Regions from separate parts of the Mus musculus genome. Here region 2 is linked to region 1. Evidence: chromatin contacts called from public HiChIP or PLAC-seq data. All regions are on one chromosome and are shown on one strand. The core of a region is the stretch at or near the end of the contact, and the rest is flanking DNA. Distances in the headings are between cores, read along the strand shown. Region 1 overlaps Dock7 (dedicator of cytokinesis 7). Region 2 holds the start of Atg4c (autophagy related 4C, cysteine peptidase).

Region 1 (4,165 bases), core at 1,171-3,670:
CTTTGAGTATATTAAAAAGAGACCATGGACACTAAGAGCCAAGGATAGCATCTGGCATAGAGTACAAAATCAGCAAACCATCAAGACCCTTCAGAAGTACTAATGTAAAAATTCTTTAATCAATATCATTGTTAAAAACAATATTTGTATGTAGAACAGTATAAATGAAATAGAAAGGAAAAATCTGGGTGCAATAATAACACTTTGAGATGAGTTGTATTTTAAAGATTGCCAAAAGTACCCACCAAACTCCCCAATGCTCTGTCTACCTGTCTGAATTACTATCCTGCATTTCATGGTCTTTTCAGTGATATCCTCTATGACCACCCAGAAACACATAATCCTGTGATGTGACTTAACATTAACCACACAGCACATACAAGGACAGAAAATCATTCTACCTCTCACACAAGGTCAGTGAGAACCAATCCTTTCAGTAAGGACAACATCTGGGCACTTCCCATGCAGTCTGGAGACTGCAGACCCAAAGCGGTTTCAGAAGGATTCTGCACTGACTCACATGCAAACCACAAACACATGACGTTCTTCTCAATGCTCTGTAAGCCTACATCGCTTTATATTTATTTTTGCTATATAGAAAAGACCAGGTGGCATAAACATTTAAAGAGCGAACAATAAATGTTATAGGTAATTAAGCAAAATGAGAAACTTTGATCCTTAATTTATCAGTTTTATAATACCAAAGCAAAAAAAAGAAAGATAACCCCATATTCTCATCCACAATAAGAAAAATATCTTTGGAGCTAAAAATAAAAATTTCTAACTTAAAAACATTTTTTCATTTTAAAATATAACATAAATATTAACTGATCCTTACAGTAAATGCAATCTCTGGGTGAATTAAATAAATTTCACAACAATTTTTATTGGACCCAGCAGTCGGCAACAATATTACTTTGACAATCACGGCAAGAAGGCACTGCATGGAACACAAGCGAAAGCCCTAAGATGACTGCTTACAGATCTGTGATTGTTAGCTTTCAAACTATGTTTCACACACGAAAAACTGTCCTTCTGAAAACCAAAAATATTAGAATATTATACTCTAGCTGTATGGCTTCAGAGGCTTCCAGGTTAAAATATTATTTTCAATCCTTAATATTTAAAGACAGTAATTAGGATTCACTTCCCTTAGCTAAACTTTCCAACTCTCAATCATGGTATAATACTAACTTTCTTCAATTTTATTGGTCTTTCCAGAGACACCCCATAATGCGTATGATCCCAAAACCCACACAATCTTGTGATGTGCCCTAACTGGGAAGGTCCTATGGCTCATTGCCTAAATCTGACTAAAACTTAACTACCTCTTTAAACATACTTTTTGTATTGATATTGTTATTTTAGCTATATCTTCACTGACAGAATAAAAATAAGACTTCCTCCTCAAAAGAATAAAATATGAAATCAAATGTTACAATTTAAATTAGTACATACTGTAATGAGTACTATCAAGAACAGAAGATTAATTTTGTTGGAGCCAAATCACAGTTAGGGTTCTAGCCATCCACGGGGCTCAACATTAAAAAGGGGGGGCAGGTGGACAGAGGAAAAAGGAGGGGCCTCTCCAGTAGATACAGGAGGAAAAAAAGTTAGCTCCAATCCTAAAAGGGAACATATGTGAAGGAAATCATCCAACCATCCATCCAAGTATTGATGGAATACCTAAGATACATCAGGCATATGTATACATCACATATGACTTGACCAGCGAGAAACAGAGAGAGGTCTCATCAAGCAAGTGACAGATGAGGAAAGAGCTAGAAAGCTATTTACATTGATTTCTGGGGAAATATACTCCAGCCAGATGGAGAGCCAGTGCAGAGGCCCTGAGACAAGAGCTGACCTGAGGGATTTGAGGAACAGAATGGAGAACAGAGTGGGTGGAGCAGAGAAAAATCAATAGAAACACAGGAGACAAGAGCAACAGAAAAATGGCAAGGAGTCCTTGGATGGTGCGTGTGCACACGGGTGTGCTGTAGAGGGTGGGCACACACCAAGAGCGGCTCATAGTCTGAGTAATGGTGTTTTGGTTTAGATTTCTCCACTGCTCACCTACAGGCCGGTACCCACTTTTTAAAGCACAATCATGTAGCTTCACTTGCAGCAAAAACAATTCCTTCCACTTCATTTTCTTTTGTTTTGATACCTGCTTTGGTTTTGAATAACTTTCCTGTAAGTTAGCATTATTTCCTTTACTGTTTAGAATTCATTCTGAATTTCACACCACTCCCACACTAGATATAGCTTATTCTTCATAAGTGGTTTTACTCATGTTTTCCTTAGCTCTGTAGGTTAAGATGAGACTAGGCACCAGCAAAGCAAACTACATTCCACACCAGCCACATTTACATGTGTCTAGCTTTGTTCTCTTTGCTAAGGAAGGGCCCTGTTGGGCTGGAGCACTTGCCCCAGGACACTTGGCTGTTTCCTACACTGCCTGACTTCCACACAGGCGTGCCAGCATTGGACACATTGCTCATCTCCTTTTCCTTCCGTTAGGCCTATTCTTTCTAAACACTTTCAGCCAGATTCTTCTGGCCGAGATTTCTACTTGGGAACATATTAAATGGAACAACTCATTAACTGATTTCTTTGAGGGGTTGATCCAGTGCCTTCCATGCCCTGGCAAGCACTCTAGCAATGGATGGCACCTCATTTCTTTTTCCTTTTCCTTTTCTATGTTGAGATAAGACTTCGATAAAATTTCCAGATTGGCCTTGAACTAGTAATCCTTTTGCCCCCTCCTCTGGAATGGGTGGGGTTATAGGGTGTGCCACTGTACATGACCTTTTTGCTTAAATTTTATGTTGATTTCAACAGGAGCTAGGGATAGCTCAGTACTCCAGTATTTGTCTAGACATGTCTATGGGTCTGATCCCCATTATATCAGCATCATCAACAAAACCAACAGATTTCACGTGAGAGTAATGGTAATGTCAATCGTATAAACACAGCAGCAACACAAGCGATCTCCAACACGCCTGAGCACTGGCTGTGCTAGCAACACTTTATATGTATTATATTAACTTTCTTTTCTTTTTAGTTTTTTAGCCTATGCTGCTGGCCTTGAACTCCCAATCATCCTGCTTCAGTCTACAGATAGCTGAACCTACAGACATGCAGCAGCATGCCCAGCCTACATGTATTACGTTAATATATTTGGCAGAATTCTGTGACTGACACCACTTTTTTGATCCTCATCTTATAGATGAAACAAAACAAAATAAAACAAAATTTAAAAAACCCAATTTCTGGCATTTTTATGTGACACCCAAATCAAAACTTTACTTCAGCTACATCTTTCCCACCGTCCACTCACAAATAGAAACCTAGGCCTCAAGAATGGCCTCTGTGTTGTCTTCACTTCTCTGGTGTTTTTCTTAAGATTTCCTGTGAAGCTCTGTAAGTAATTCAACTTATTTTTAACTTATTTTTTTTGTTTTGTTCCAGTTTTAAAGCAGGGTTTCATGGAGTCCCTATATAGCCAAGACTGGCCTTGAACCCTTGATCTTCCAGCCTCAGCCTCCTGAGTCCTATGATTAAAAGCATCTGCCACCATGCCTGCTGAGTTGGATTACTTCTCCTTCTCTGTTTGCTTTATCTCTATATTGCAGTGCCATCCTTTACCATAACTTCTGTATTTTGCAGATCTTTCTTGCATAAGCCAATGTAAAAATCAAGTGGTAGCTTAACAGACATCCTCATCTCAGATTCAGCCTAACCAGTTTCTAATCTGAAGTTCAATTCTAGTCATTATATAGCTCCATCCCCAGAAAAAATGTCATATCCAGTATCACCTACAGTTTTCTAACCACAGAGCCAGCAGATGAGGCAAACCAAAACAGTATAGCAAGGTCCTACTAGATCCACCTTCCAGTCTGCCACCAGGAAGACATCAACTCTACAAAGCACTTCTGAGGATGCACAGATCTTCCCTCTGAATGGTCCTGCAGCCAGCACACCTATTGTCTTGTTCCAGAGTTAAAGGCCCACAAGTGCTTTCTACCCATTCTCTCTCTCTTCCTGTATCACACATCCCCCCCCCCCCCGAAACCTAAAAGTATCCCATGCTCCATCCTTGAAACAAAAGAAACAAAACAAAACAGAAACAAAACACTCCCTGTTTAGGGTCATTCCTCTC
Region 2 (4,165 bases), core at 913-3,412, 240 kb after region 1:
ACACTTTTTTTAACTTTGTAAAAGCGGAAGCTCTCTTCTCTGCCCTTTCCCCTTGACATTTCTCCTAATTATCTCCTAATTATCAACTCTACCCCTGCTCCAGGAACAGCTAATAAGTGCTTTGTCCCTAATCTGTTGAAATGAGCAGTCTGTCCAGTTTTGACTCTTATGTATATGGCAAGTGGCTGAAGTAGACAAAGACACATTTACAGGCAAGACTACTGCTGGGAGCTGCAGCTCTAAGAATCTCTAAAAAGCAGTCTGTTACATAAATTATGTACTTTTAAACCCCTCTTCCTTTACACAATTGAACATTAAAACTGCTTTAGAACCATGTCTACCAGAAATGAAGCATATTTCAAAAGCTTCCTTAATATCACTGTAACTTAGTGTTTATTTACCACAAACACCAGTGAATCCCATTCCCCCTAACTATAGTTCATCAGCATTCCCACCCAGTCACTACTGGAAATGTTCTCTCCCACTGCAATTCCAGTTTGGTGCATGAGTATGAAAAGCAGCAGACTCTTTTCCATGATCATAGATTTTAAATATTTACTTGCTTGTACTGCATAATTTAGCACACTGGAGTCGGAAAGGGGTTTATATGGTAGTGGATTCCTTGCCAGTGTTAGAGAATAGAAAGTCCCTCTGTGACTCCCTTGTGAGACTGTAAAAATGTAAGGCATTACCGTTTCCTTTTCTAACCAATTAAAAAGTTTGTTTTACCATAAATCTGCAGAAAGCCTCTGCTTGTGGTATACATATAATATACCATACTTTTCTATAGTTAGCATATAAATCCAAGCCTCGGTTCTCATGGTTTGTTAATATAGTATGACAAAAAATTAAAATACAGCCATTCTGGTAGCACATGTGTGATGGTAAATCTCGGTGGTCAGTTTGACTACATCTAGAATTAATTCAGACCAAAGCTGCTGGGTACTGTAGTGAGGAGTTTTCTTAATCAGATTATTTGAAGAAGAAAGACCCACTCTAAATTTAGACCACATTTTTTTGGTAGCAGTCCAAATAAAAAAAAGGAAGGAAACTGTTCTACATCCATTTGCCCCACCTTTGCTGGCAAGTTTATTTGTCCAGTTGCTGCCAGTACTAAATCCAATTTCTTTGGAATTGAAATGAAGACAGTGCTCCAGGAATCTTCCAGGATCCAAGTGCCAGAATGGGATTTCTGAGACCTGTAGCCTCATGGACCAATTACCAGAGTCTTGGCCTTTTCAGTGTGAGACAGCCATTGTTGAACTACCTGGACCACATCCTGTAAGCAAGTCTAATATACACTCCTCTTATCAGTTCTGCTTCTTAGAGAACCCTCATACAAGTCCTTATAGAAGTTATGAGAAGGACAGCTTGTGAGATCTGTGCTATCTCCTCTCCAAGTCATCAGAAAGTGTTCTGCATTTCAAAATATGAAACAAACTATCCAAGCAGACAAAGGAGCAGATACCTTGTTATCTATGCTAATAAATGACCCTCTTGTTGTCTTGTTATACCCCTGTCCGGCCCATGTGACTGGTGAATAAATTGCTCTAGTAATTAATTCTAGGCAACTGTTTTCATGAGACTAACATGAAATAACTTTCCCAGCGTCCTAGCACAGATCTCTTATTCCAACACTAGGGGATTGAGAGAAGATAATGAGTTCTGGGTCAGTCTGGCTGTATTGCAAGTCCCTATCTTCAAATAAAACGCCACTCAATTCTAATCGTGAAACAGTTAAAATTCAAAGAACATATTTTGTATTCCAGAAGGCGTTCATTCTCTCGATGTTTAACTGTTTAACTGTCTGGTAGCAGAGATTGTTGATTTTTTTCCCCCTTGTAGTTTCTGCTCTTATTTCTTATGTATTGCTCCAACAGTCTGCGTTACTGAAAACAATATATTAGTAGAATTACATGTTGACATCATTTAGTATATCTCTCCCGATTTTTTTTTTAAAGGCAGGTCCTGTACTGTAATTCTTAACATGAATCTGAATGTGAAAACTGAATGCTCCACCAGGATGTAATCAATACCCCATACCACAGCTTGCCTTGGAGTAGACAGACTGTTAGTCTTTTAATCCAAGTGGGCTTGGTTTTAAGGACCCAGAGCTCTGTGCATGCTGGATCTTGTAGTCCCGAAACCGCAGACGCTCACCGTGCGTGGCGGGTAGTAGCTGAAGTCCAGTAGTTACAGTTACGAGGGACAGCTGTAAATCTAACTTGGGCCTGCCCCTCACAAATGAACTGCTCTAGGCTCTGAGCTTGCAGCCCGGGAGCTTAGGGTCTCCGACAGGGCTTCCTGCAGGACCGCGGCCTGCGGAGGCTTCGGTGTGCTGTGCTACGGTGGCCGCGCGGGGCCGCGGGCCGCACGTCCTGCGGTGCGTACGCGCTGTTCGGAGCGGCTGCTGGAGCCGACGCGCGTCTGGTGTGGGGACTCCTGCGCGGCTGTACAGTTATCCAGTCCCGTGTCGCCGAGGGGTCGGCTCGAGGCTGGCGGAGTGGAGAAGGTTGGAGCTTGGTGTTTGTAGTCTACGAATGGCCGGTTCTGGGGGCGGCCCTGCCCTTGGTGCAGACCCGTGGCCAACCGTCTGGGTTCCTGGAGGGTTTTGGAGCCTCTCTCGATTCTGCTTCCTCCTGAGGGTTATCTTCTGACGACTCCTCCTCGCCCTTTGAACTGTAAGCCTTCCAGTGGCCGGCTGTTCTACCCTTCTTGACCAGGAAAGGTTTTCTCCCTAGCCGCCGTATCCCATTGACTCTTCCTTGTTTCTCTTCATTTAAAACAAAAAGAGTGTATGTGTGGGAAATGTTAGATCTCAATCTGTCCGTCTGTAGCCCCGTTGCCCCTTTCGTTGTTTGAAACCGCAATCTGTAGCATTATATACCCTGGCTGTGCTAATAACGCTGACTTCATAGACCGGCTTTTGCTCATTCTCACATGCCCACCCACATCTGAGGGTTATTGAAGTTGGAAACTCAGACTACAATCTTCCGTGCGATGACCCGACATCACTGGGTCAGCTCAGCATAACTCTGCTTGAGTTTATTTTCTTAGGGTTTTTGTCGTATATTTTTGTTATCTTTATTGATTACTTTTCCACACGAGGTTCATTGCGACCTCGGGGCTAAGACTGTATTATTTTATAGCTTTTTAATCTTTGAATTACTTAGGTGAAGATTTCCTTCTGTTTGTTTACCTTTTCTGACCTTACATTCCCTTGGGAGTTTGGAATTGATTTTGTGTCAGTTGATAGCAGATAGACACAAAGGAGTGATCTTTCCTGCCTGCTGCTTGTGGCTTTTAATTAGATTATGAGTCTTTGGAAGTGCCCAGAGGGATTGGAAAGGTTTTGAAATGTATTTTCGGAGTTTCAAATGATAAAGCTTTTATTTTTCCAACTAGGGAAGAGTTCTAATTAGTCTAGTGTCTGAAGCTAATTAACTGGTTCACCTGCCATAAGAATTTGAGAACTGAAGTTAAAAACTGGGCAATGTGAGGGATTGTCTACATTAGTAAAATGAGTTTAGAGGCCCCCTTAATTGATGCTTTTTCTATAAAAGGGGATGCACATATATTTTAAAAAGAATATTTTGTTATGTGGGTGTTTTTCTACACATATGTCTGTTCATCATGGGTATGCCTGCTGCCCCCTGAAGTCAGAAGAGGGTATGTGATCTCTAGGGACTGGAATTGCTGATGATTACCTTGGGTGCTGGGAATCGAACCAAGGTCATCCACAAGAGTAGCCAGTGCTGGTGACTGCTGAGCTAACTCTTTAGCCTGGATACAAATATATTGAAAAATGTTTTGTGAAACTCTTTTTTTGAAGCTTTGTTCTTAGTAGTCTGATAGAATTGGTTAATGCTTTTGTATTGCTATTTGCTAATGTTATACACAGAGATATTTGGTGTCTTATTTTCTGGGAACCCTGTAATTTAAGTGACTTTCCCAGCTGCCTTTTTAATTATTGTGTTGCAGTGTTTCTAATACTTCTTTGTTTTGTTTTGTTTTGTTTTAAAACAGTCTAACCACACAACCTGGGCTAACTCAACTCTTTCTTCCCACCTCGGTGTCCAGAGTGCTGGGTTTATGGGCGTGTGTCATTCTTCTTTAAGAGATACAGTCTGTAACTATCAATAAAATTAAAACATATGCTTCTGAG

The links. HiChIP or PLAC-seq counts read pairs in DNA pulled down with a chosen protein or histone mark.
Region 2: an H3K27ac HiChIP or PLAC-seq map of embryonic stem cells shows a contact between it and region 1, with 6 read pairs. The contact joins the promoter of Atg4c here to the enhancer-like site in region 1. A contact is called at or near these places in 26 of 39 promoter capture datasets (the 3T3-L1 cell line, 3T3-L1-derived adipocytes, the C10 cell line and 16 more), 3 of 15 datasets of contacts at CTCF or cohesin (embryonic stem cells, large pre-B cells and pro-B cells), 78 of 484 Hi-C or Micro-C datasets (the 63-12 cell line, B cells, the BV-2 cell line and 36 more), 25 of 115 datasets of contacts at active chromatin or transcription factors (the NIH/3T3 cell line, VIP interneurons, acute myeloid leukemia and 11 more) and 5 of 9 other capture datasets (adipose tissue, embryonic stem cells, liver and 2 more).

Annotation. Positions count from the first base shown.
Region 1 is chr4:98,947,116-98,951,280 of GRCm38.p6, forward strand. All of the region lies in intron 43 of Dock7 (dedicator of cytokinesis 7), which reads right to left. Among named protein-coding and RNA genes, the nearest start is that of Usp1, 25 kb to the left of the region's middle. Within about 2 kb of position 2,421, at least 17 of the 459 cell types and tissues checked have an H3K27ac peak or open chromatin away from gene starts, as enhancers often do. A contact at or near this core is called in embryonic stem cells and trophoblast stem cells, where this site is marked.
Region 2 is chr4:99,191,772-99,195,936 of GRCm38.p6, forward strand. Atg4c (autophagy related 4C, cysteine peptidase) reads left to right here and starts at 2,163. Exons shown (of 11, transcript NM_175029.3): 1 at 2,163-2,681.